Linked DNA regions of Mus musculus: region 1 is linked to region 2. The links are chromatin contacts, called in public Hi-C maps. All regions are on one chromosome and are shown on one strand. The core of a region is the stretch at or near the end of the contact, and the rest is flanking DNA. Distances in the headings are between cores, read along the strand shown.

What was found. Hi-C and Micro-C count contacts between places; a contact is called where the count stands out from the background.
Region 1: a Hi-C map of CD8 T cells shows a contact between it and region 2, with 6 times the contacts expected there. The contact joins the enhancer-like site here to the promoter of Bspry in region 2. A contact is called at or near these places in 1 of 39 promoter capture datasets (pre-B cells), 2 of 484 Hi-C or Micro-C datasets (CD4 T cells and CD8 T cells) and 1 of 115 datasets of contacts at active chromatin or transcription factors (microglia).

Annotation. Positions count from the first base shown.
Region 1 is chr4:63,387,652-63,392,871 of GRCm38.p6, forward strand. Akna (AT-hook transcription factor) reads right to left here. Exons shown (of 22, transcript NM_001045514.3): 4 at 4,481-4,555. It overlaps Aknaos (a long non-coding RNA gene), which reads left to right. Exons shown (of 4, transcript XR_003955426.1): 3 at 540-784; 4 at 1,025-5,220. Among named protein-coding and RNA genes, the nearest start is that of Gm52742, 5.1 kb to the right of the region's middle. Within about 2 kb of position 1,535, at least 122 of the 459 cell types and tissues checked have an H3K27ac peak or open chromatin away from gene starts, as enhancers often do. A contact at or near this core is called in CD8 T cells and microglia, where this site is marked.
Region 2 is chr4:62,476,333-62,481,624 of GRCm38.p6, forward strand. It overlaps Bspry (B-box and SPRY domain containing), which reads left to right and starts at 3,735. Exons shown (of 7, transcript NM_138653.1): 1 at 3,735-4,105. The coding sequence starts at 3,761.

The DNA of each region.
Region 1 (5,220 bases), core at 285-2,784, 910 kb after region 2:
AGGCAAAACAGTAAGAGACACCCCCCACTCCCACTTTTAGGAGCCCCACAAAAAACCCAAGCTAAGCAACCATAACATATATGCAGAGGACCTAGCACAGGCCCATGCGGGCTCCGAGATTGACGCTTCAGTCTCTGTGAGCCCCTACGAGCCCTAGACTCCCAGAAGTTAAGTGCCACAAGAGATCACCAGCTAGCTCTTACACTGGTAACAATAATGGTTACTAGTGATGGTTATTATATGTGTGTAACACATATATGATAATCATTAACGTTTTAATGAAATATTTCCAATAATAACTACATTGATAATGATAAACAGTAAATAGTAGATGGCTGTCTGAATGAAGGAAGGAGATGTTACGTGCACAAACAGAGCCTTCTAGTTGTGCTCTGACCTTGAAGATGGTGTGGGAAGTGTGTAGGGAGGGGGGCAGCTGATGGGGGGGGGGGATACACTGGAGCTCAGCAGGAGGGAATCCTGGTTCCAAGCAGGGGTGTGAACACAGATGGGGAGCCAGGGTCTGCTTTTGTATCCAGGGGCTCCCTGGCTGCAGGCACATCTGCCATCGTGTGCCACCAATGGCAGCTTTCACACCGTAGCAGCCAAGCTGGGCCGGCCCTGACAGAGGTTGTGGAAACCACAGCTGAAAATACTCAGTCTGGCTTGCTTGGCTTAATGTGTGCTCCAAAGTCAGAGGCCAGGCACCGACTCAGGCTCCGTCATGATACACCTCAGTTCTGGAGTGGATGGCACAGTTGGCATCACCGTGCATGAAGTCAGTGTAAGTAAATGGTAGCTCTCACCTGGCACTGTGAACTGTGATCGTCTGGAAGAGACTGTCCCCAATAGCTTTGGAATTTGAATACTTGGTCCCAGCTGGTGGCATTTTGGTGGGGGGGGGGGGGGTAGGACTAGGCGATGTGGCCTTGCTGAAGGAAGTGTATCACTGGGGTGAGCGAGCGCTGAGGCTTCGAGTGCCACACGCAAGTCTCAGTTTGCTCCCTCTGCTTTCTGCTTGTAGTTTATGCTGTGAGCGCTCAGCTTGCTGTTCAGACTGCCAACTGTGCTTCTCCACCGTGATGGTGATGGACCCTTGAGCCATAAACCCACCTAACTCCCTCCTTCTGTATGTTGGCTGGTCATGGTATCTTATCATAGCAATAAGAGAGTAACTAATACAGTCACCAGCATCTCCACCATCACCATCCTCCCTGTCGTCAGCGCAACACCAATAGTACCATCACCACATCACTCCCATCAGCACCATCATAGTCTTCACCATTACCGTAACCTTAACCATCATCCCTGTATCTTCAACATCCTCCCTATCCTTATGTGAATATGGCCACCGTGAAAGTGGACCAGTAAAAAAGATACACTCCTATGATGCCTTACTACCCATTTAAGAGCTCAGGTGGGCTATCCTGACTGCTCTCTGCCACCCCATGATCGGGACTAAGCAGCTGAAGATAGGCCTGACTTAGGAGTTCCACAGCCTTCAGACAGGAAGCCCCTTTGCATAAGCTGTTCTTTGAAGCCTGGCTGTCTCAAGTGTAATTTGGTGACACTGCCTCCCCCTGCCTGAGCCTCCCTAGCTGAGAACAAAGCTGGATTTTCATAATCCTCTGGGCCATCTGCTCAGCTTCGCCTGTGGGGGCCTGCCTATCAACACCCTTTTCTTCCTGAGGTGACCCAAATCCCAGGGGTGGCCCTGCCCTCTTGTGTTCCCCGCCCACTGTGCCAAGGCCCCACCTGAGGAGCAGCAGGAACCTGGCAGCTTCCAGATACAGAGGATGGAAACGAGGGAGACAGAGCCCCAGGACTGTGAGGCCCTGGCCATCCAGAGGAAGTAGGGAGTAGGGAGGGCACTTAGCAACTGCTGAGCCGTAGGGCCTGTGCCTGCCATGACCTGCCATTCTGGACAGACAGTGACACTGCCATGCAGTGACACTCAGAAGCCCTAGGGACTCTGTGCAGGGTGGACCAGCGAGTTTGGGAAACATGGGGTTAAACCTATGAGTATTCTGGGCACAGATGGGGTCTCAAGCCTTTAAAATGGTAATGAGCTCTATGAATGGGGCAAAAGGGGTGGGAAGAAAACACAGCCGCCCTCGCCCCCCCCCCCCCATATACACTGAACCCCATCAGGAGCTTCTGCTCCAGAGTGGCAGCAGAACACACTTCACGAAAGGTGCTGACATCATCCCCAATTCCTTTAAGGGTGGCTTCTGTCTCCTCACCGGTTTCACATCCCCCTAAAGCCGAGACAGGAGCTGGGAGGAAGTCGCAATAGGACAGCGAGTGGTGACATCACCACAGATTCTAGAGTCAGCACACAGAGTAAAGCCCACCCATGACTCCTAATTAGTCCTGGTCCCCTAGCCCATGCTCCCCAGACTGTGTGGTTCCTAGACGCTCCTAGATCTAAGCTCGGCCTTCCCTGGCAGTTTTTCTGGCTGCAGATTCGGTGAGCGTTGCTGGCTTGGCTTTGTCAGAGTAAGTGAGCCATGGGCCCTGCAGCCAGTGTTCAGGGTCAAAACCTAGCTCGGGCACCTCTACCTTGTGTGACCCTGCTAGGTTTTATGTGACAGAGAGGTTATCTCTGTGCCCAGTTGTAAATGACTTAGGATAGCAGTTAACAGAATCACCAGTGGATATTCTCCTATCACCATGGCCTGCCTGTCTGTAGGCTTGTCCCACACACCATGCTGGACCAGATCTAGGGATCCCAGACCTGAGGAAACTATACCATCTGCAAAGAACAGACAGATCCACGGGGACGTGCCACCTTTGTGTCTCACACTTGCTCTAGGACACTCACAGCTTAGCCTTTTGTCTGCAAGTGGAGGGGACACCCTTAGTCTGGGACTGGATTCTGGTTCAGCTGATGTTGGTCTCAGTTCCATCGGACTGTGGTTCCCAGTTCCCCACCACAGAGGGTGTATTCCAGCCTGGTTCCCTCTTGGGTGGGCCCAGCCCTGCCCCCTACATTGTTCTGGGCTCTGGCCAGAGCCTCAGCAGGTGCTAGAGAAGTCATGTTCAAAGATCCCTGTGAGAGACAGGAAGCCGATGGGATCCAGAACCTCTCATTCAGGTTTCTCCTAATTCAGGTCCGTTCAGGTGGACTTTGTGGAGAACATCTTCTGGTAGAGAACATGGAACTCAGAAATTGAAGCATCTGTGGGCCCTGATCCCCTGTTCTCCCCTGCAAGTTGGGACCCTGAGCTGTGCCCCAGTTACTCCCAAAATGGCAATGAGGCTGGGGTGGAGGGAATTATGGGCCATTTTCAGTGCAATCACTCGAACAGAACTCACTCTTTTCTTGGGCCAAAGAGTTATCATTTCAGAGAGCAGCAGAGGGAGGCTGAACCATCCAGCATCTCCTACAGTTTATCCTGGGAGCCCTCTCTGCAGCTCTCCCCAGGCCTGTCCTCAGACTCCCTCTCAATGCTCGGAGCTCTGGGTCACCTAAAGACATCAGTGGGAGTTATTGTCTTCCAAAAGGTCTGCTCACAGCCCCACAGATGTAACCCAATAGATGTGTCTAGAAGACCATGTGGGAAGGGTCCTGCCTGCACCTGGCAGGGCCACAGGCATGGAGACAGGCAGGCCCTTTTCAACTTCTTGCTAGGATAGACTACACCCGTGTTCCCCAAAAGTGGCTGAAGGCATGAGGTCAGCACATGACCGGGGGACCTCGGAGTGGGAAGCACTCTGCAGAAAGGTGGGGTGTCCTCTTTCTAGGGGGACAACCAGAGCTGGGGGAAGGGAGGTACATCTTTATTCAGCAGCTGTCCTGCCTCCTCTCTGCAGCCTGTTTGAGCAAACAAGGGTCTGAGGAAAGCAGGAAGTGCCAGGGGCTGATTGGCTCACTTCCTGCCTCGCCCCATTCAGGGTTCTCAGCCTCCTCTGGAGACAGGTCTTGGTGGAGGGCTATGCTACCCAGTTCTGAGTGGATGAGCTGATCCCTTCGGTGCCACACGGGGCTGTCCTACACGGGGTGCTCAGTTCCAGTTGGATAAGAGGAGGAGGTTTTGAGGGAGACACTGGAGAAAGGTGAAAGTAAGACACTGGAAAAAGGGGACACCAAAGAAAGATTGAGCAGAAAGTCTGCGCTACAGCCTGAAAGTCACCCAGCTGGCTAGAATGAGATCAGGAGTCAACCTCGGTAGTCATACCCCCAGCCCCCAGGCACAGAAAAGGAGACAACATCTGGTGACATTCTTTAGTACCCCAGGCTCCATCACTCAAAGACATCAAACAGTGAGAGAGATAGCCCAAGGTCAGAGAGAGGCCTGGTGGTGATTCAAGGACTACGGATTCTCCAGTACACAGCCTCAGGATCCCAGAGCCGGTGATCTTTCTCTAAGACTCTGGGGTCGGCCATCTCTCTAAGAATCGCCACCCCCTCCCTGAAGCCCCCTCCCCAGCTCTTGGCTCCATCCACACAGCTCAGTCTGCTCCAGGCAATCATTACCTTGGCCCCAAGGCGAAGTTGGTCGATAGTGTTCTCAGCCTCCGCATACTTGGTGAGGAGCTTGTGATAGTCCTCCTATAGAGAAAAGATGCAGTCACTCCTGGCCACATATGCGTGAGGATCTGTGTTCGATTCCCGAAACCCAGGTGGAATTGCCAGGTGTGGTGGCACACGTTTGGGGGGGGGGGCAGAGCCAGGTAAATCTCTGGAATTCTGGGCAGCCAGCCTAGCAGAACTGGTGTGTACCAGGTCAGAGGGAAATCTTGTGTCCAAAAACACAAGTAAGGTGGAGAACTTAGGTAGACACTCAAAGCTGACTGCTGGGCTTCATAGCATCCACACGTGCATCCACACATACATGAGCACATGGATTCACATATGCATAAACACAGAGAAAGGATGGAAAACTAATTAAAAGTTATAGCTCTTCTATACTCTGGATCACTGGCCTTACACAAAGCCCAGAGTTTTGTTAAAGCAACTCACAGTGGGGAAAAAACAAAACAGATGCCATAGGTTGTCTACGATGCAAGGAACTGACACCTGAAAATGAGCCGCTGTTGTAAAAGGTGGGGTGGTGGGCCTGGGGGTAAAGTGCCCACTGTGCAAGCGTGAGCAACTGAGCTTGGATCTCCAGTACCTGTACTAAAAAGTCAAGCACGAGGCTAGGCATGACGGTGCATGCCTGTAATCCCAGCACTTGGGAGGCAGGGGTGTGAGGATCTCTGTGGGTTCCAGGA
Region 2 (5,292 bases), core at 2,485-4,984:
GAGCTAAATCTTATTTGTTTGGTTAATTATCTCTTTCTTTCTGTCACATGATCTCTTCTTCTCCCCATGGTCACTTGTTTTCTGGGAAGTTCCAGACAAGCAAGTTTGTGATGAGTTAGTTTCGGTTTGAGCATGAGCCTGAGCTCGAGTGACTCCATTTTGATTTCCATTTGGGTCTGTTGGAGCCTGTATGGAAGCTAATCCAAAACAATAGTCTCTCACAGTACATGACCAAGAGGCAGCAAGCCTCACTATGCTCATACTCTTCCTTTCCTCCTTCCTCCTTCCTCCTTCCTTGACTTGTTAGCCCTACCTAATAAGAGAGTTGCTGCTGCTTAAACCCTCTTTTAGTTCACAGGGTTCATTTGGGTCCTAATCGTGGCACGACTGCTAAAAACACAGATTCCTAGTTCTACCACAGACTTTGTGGTTCATTTCCTATTAGAAAATTCATTTCTCACCACCCCTATTTCCTATCCCCCAGTGATTCTGAACCTGCCTAAAGTCTGGGAATTTCTGGGTGTGGCCAGCCTGGTGTCTTGCATGGGTGGGGGGCTCTGCATTTTTCCGGGGGGGGTGATTTGTAACATCTCCCTCTCTTCCTTGGTCAAGAATAATTGTCACCCAAGGTTTCTCAGTTCAGCCTCGTGTTTATCCTAAAAACAAAAGCCTGTATGTTCCTCTCCAGCCACCACCTTAGTTCATTCAGGTCGACATCATTCAGAGGGTAGCATGCTAACCCTGACCTCAGAAGGTTTCTGTGGTCTTCCCTTATGGTTGGCAGTGGACAGATGAGTCCAACTTTCTAAACATACATCCACTCACCGCTTAGCTGTCTCCATGTGCTTGTCCATCTGCCCAGACACCCCTCCGTCTGATGGCTTACCTCCCAGTGAAGGTGTCCAACTTCCCTCAAAGGCCTTATGGAATATCTTTCTCTGTCCCCCACAGCTTCTTCTTTTGAACAGTAGTAACAACAAAAACAATCTAACTACAATTCCTATTTACCATAGCCTGTCTCCATCTCTACTTCAAAGGAGGGTGAATACTTTGAAGTATCTGCCCTGGAATACACAGGACTGCATTTTTTTAAAAAGAACTTTTATTTACTTATTTTTAAGATGTATTTTGTCCATGTGTTTCCCCATGGGCATGTGCTCATTGAGCACAGGTGATTGCTGAGGTCGCTGGACTCCCGAGAGCTGGAGCTACATGTAGTTGTGTGTTCGGAACAGAACTCAGATCCTCTGCAAGAACAGAATGCCTTCTTAACTACTGAACCATCTCTCCAGCTTGCTAGACCAGTTTTGGTTTTTTTCCCTTTTCCTTTTTTTTTTTTTTTTTCTTTTGATGTCAGGATCACAGTACCCACCCCTCTAAGAACCGCACGTAATTTGCTACGAGTACATTTCAGGTCCTTGTGTGTAATAAAGGCATTTCTTGTGCCTGGTACATGTTAAACCCCCAAACTAAGCACTTCACTGATAAGACTGCATTTAATTGTTGAGGCAGGCCTCTAAGTGAGATATGCTGTTACTTTACTGAATTGAGGAGAAAAGGGAGACCAGAGGAATCAGGCAATCTGACCAAGACCTACAACCAGGAGCTGTATAACCAACAACCCTACATTCCTATGTCACCTGGCATAGAGCATTGTGTGTTTGAGTGGCCTCGTGTCCATACTGGAAGGATGGCTCCACTCAGTACGACTCTGAGTGGCTTCAGGGCTTTTGGCTGCACTCAAATCTGGGGGCTAAGCCAAGACTACAAAGGAAAAGTTTTATCCTCTTTATGTAGTAGTGGCTTTGAGGGTTTCCAGTGTAGAGATATGCAAGCCCCCAAGAGGCCAACTTTGGGCTAGGAGCAGTTTTCCCCACATATCAGGAATACCAGGCTGCATGACCTGCAGAAGGCTCCTTCTGGGTTCAGTTTGATTCATCAAAGAGGCAGAAAGAGCCTCAGAAGTTAGTTGTTCTTGAAATGGGTATTTTGGTATTTTGTGCTTATTTGCATATCCCATTGTCTTCAAAGTTACTTTTTCATCAATGTCAATTTAAAAAAGAAAAAGCCCAAATAATCAAATTCAGGAAATTTGAATGCAAATACACTACTTGGAAAATCAGCCCTTTCAATGCTTCTCAATACGTTGTAACTTAAAAATTACTCATCCAGGTAACCAGAAGTTAAACTGCTTGGGTTTTGGTATCATTGCCATCAATCAGCAACTGAGACTCCACACGTTACTTAATTTCCATAAAATAGTAATCAGGCATGGGGTTACTTAGAGAGTGAAGGCGCTTGCTGCCAAGTCTGGTGACCTAGGTCCAACTTCCAAAACCTACATGGAAGGAGGGATCCTATTCCTGCAAGCTGTCCTCTGGTTTACGAATGCACTGTGGTACATACACTTCCAAAGTATTCAAATATTCTCTCTCTAAATAAATAAATGTGATAAAAATTGTCATAAGTGTTTTTCCTTTTGCTGTTAGCACTGAGCAGCTGCTGTGTGCCTGACACTGTTCATAACTTTTCTTTTTTGCTTTGTTTTGTTTTAAGACTATCTCCCTCTGTAGCTCTGGCTGTCCTGGTGGCCTGGAACTCGCTATGTAAAACCAGGCTGCCTCTAACTCACAGAAATCCATCAGCTTCTGCCTCTTTTTTTTTTTAAAGACTTATTTATTATATGTAAGTTCACTGTAGCTGTCTTCAGACACACCAGACGAGGGTGTCAGATCTCATTACAGATGGTTGTGAGCCACCATGTAGTTGCTAGGATTTGAACTTGGGACCTTCGGAAGAGCAGTCAGTGCTCTTAACCGCTGAGCCATCTCTCCAGCCCAGCTACTGGCTCTTGAGTGCTTGGATTAAAGGCACATGCCACCACTCACAGCTTGGTTTTTTGTGTTTTGTTTGTTTGTTTGTTTGTTTTATTTGTTTGTTTTGTTTTTTTAATGTGTCTTTGAGACAAAGTCTTACGTAACCCAGCTGGCCTCGAACCTTATATGTTTGAGGATGACCTTGAACTCCTGATCTTCCCACTTCTATCTCCCAAGTGTTGGGATTACAGATTTGTGTCACCATAACTGACTCATTTCATGTGCTTTCATTTATATACTCCTCAACCCAAGTATGAGAGTGAGATCGCCTCAACCCCCTTTAACAGTCAAGCACAGCTGAGAAATGAGCCTGTATTTAAGACACATGCCTAAAGCTGCCCCTCAAACACGCTGTTAATGCATTTAGCAAAAAATCTGACACTTCGTAACTGCTTACTAAAGATTCGTATAGGCACTAGAATGTCAGTTGTTTTTTTTTTTGTTTTTTGTTTTTTTTAAATCAAACACATCACGTATCTTGAGGTATTTCTTTTCTTTTTAAGATTTATCCATTTATTTAATGTATGTAAATACACTGTAGCTATCTTCAGACACACCAGAAGAGGGCATCAGATTTCGTTACGGGTGGTTGTGCGCCACCATGTGGTTGCTGGGATTTGAACTCGGGACCTCCGGAAGAGCAGTCGGCGCTCTTAACCGCTGAGCCATCTCTCCAGCTCCCAGCTGTTTGTTTTTAAAACTCTGACACAACACAACTTAATCCTATAAAGAACCACAGCCTACAGATGCAGGCGGAACCAGTGTGGTGTGGGTCAGCGCGCGGGCGCAGCCTGGGAGGGGCGAAGCCAGAGAGGGCGGGGCCTGGAAGGGCCACGCCCTCGGTACCTGCGACAGGTGGAGCGCGCGGCCTCCGGCTCTCGGCCATGTCCGCGGATGTCTCCGGGACGGAGTCCGGGTCCGAGTCCGGGCCGGAGCCGGAGCCGGGACCGGAGCCCGGACCGGAGTCCCGACCGGAGTCCCGGCCGAAGCCGGGACCGGGACCGGAGCCCAGACCCGAGTCCGGGCCGGAGCCGGGGCCGCGATCCGGACTGAGGAGGGGACCGAAGCAGGGGTCCGAGCGGAGCCAGTTGTGCCCCGAGCACTTCGAGCCTCTGAGCTGGTTCTGCCTCTCGGAGCGACGGCCGGTATGCGCCACCTGCGCCGGGTTTGGCGGCCGCTGTCACCGGCACCGCATCCGTCGAGCGGAGGAGCACGCGGAGGAGCTGAGAGTAAGCGGGCGTGGGGCCGGGAACTTTCTTGGGGCGGGGGAACTGGCAGGGACCAGGGACCGGGGTGGGTGGGTGGGGGATAGTGGCTTTTCTGTGGCTTCCCTTGCAGAAGGAGGTGGTTAAAGGTGTGACCTCTGGAGTAAACTGGATCGGAGTTTGAATCCTGCCCCCTCCCTGTGAGTCACTGATCCAAGCTTGGTGTCTCTCACCAGTAGTTTCTAGGCATTCATAACACCACGTGATTGTTATAGCTGACCTCGTAAAAACTTAGTCCCCCCCTAACCTCTTGACTTAGAGTCACCCTCTCCCCCCTTTCAGGTTTCCTGGTGAGGGATCCAGTTCCCTTCCAACCTGGCCAGACTGTAATTGAAGTGATGGATAGGGTGGAAGAATAGCAGGGCACTCTATCTCCTAAGGTCTCCTCATCTCTTGGTTCAGTGTGGCTCTAGGCTGGTCATTTTCCAGTTACACCCTGATCCTTTTCCCTGAGCTGCTGAGATTGGAGGCCAAGTCACCTTGGTGCAGCCGTCGTCTTCCTTTCATTTTAGCTGAGGCCCCTGGGGAACTCCTTGCAATTTGATTAAATGGCTTAATTCTCCCAACCCCACCCTGGCACCGAGCCCTGCTGTGCACTGAGAGCTGTCGCTGGGGACATCACCTACTCAAACCAGATTGTAATAAACACACCTCCCTGGAAACTGGGGCCGGTGGAGTTCAGTTACTCAGGGATGGTGAAAATAGACTTGAGAAAAGTTGATATAAATCAGCTTGCATCATGGGTAAGGCTTTTACAAATTCCTAAGGACTTAGATACTTATCATCGAGTTCCATCCAGGCTGAAGCGTGGGTTCTAACTAAGGTTTTTCAGACGAGGAAAAGGGCCCACAGGAGGATGGTAACTCTTAATAGTCAGGGTTTAAGAGGGGGAGATTCATTGACCGGGCAAGAGGAAACCACTTTTTGATCTCAGTGGTTATGAAGAGGAAGTGACCTCATGGAAAACCTTGAAAGTAGCCTTCATGCCTGTATGAGTGGTGAGAGGGGTGAAGGCCAGGGCAGGAGAGCAAGCTTGGTACTCTGCCCCGGGTGCCTTCCCTGAGCTACCCTAACACCTTACACCCAGCCTTGGTGTAAGGGAAGTGAGTCTTGCCATCTTTCTTTTTACTTTAGAGTTTTGGGTTGTTTTG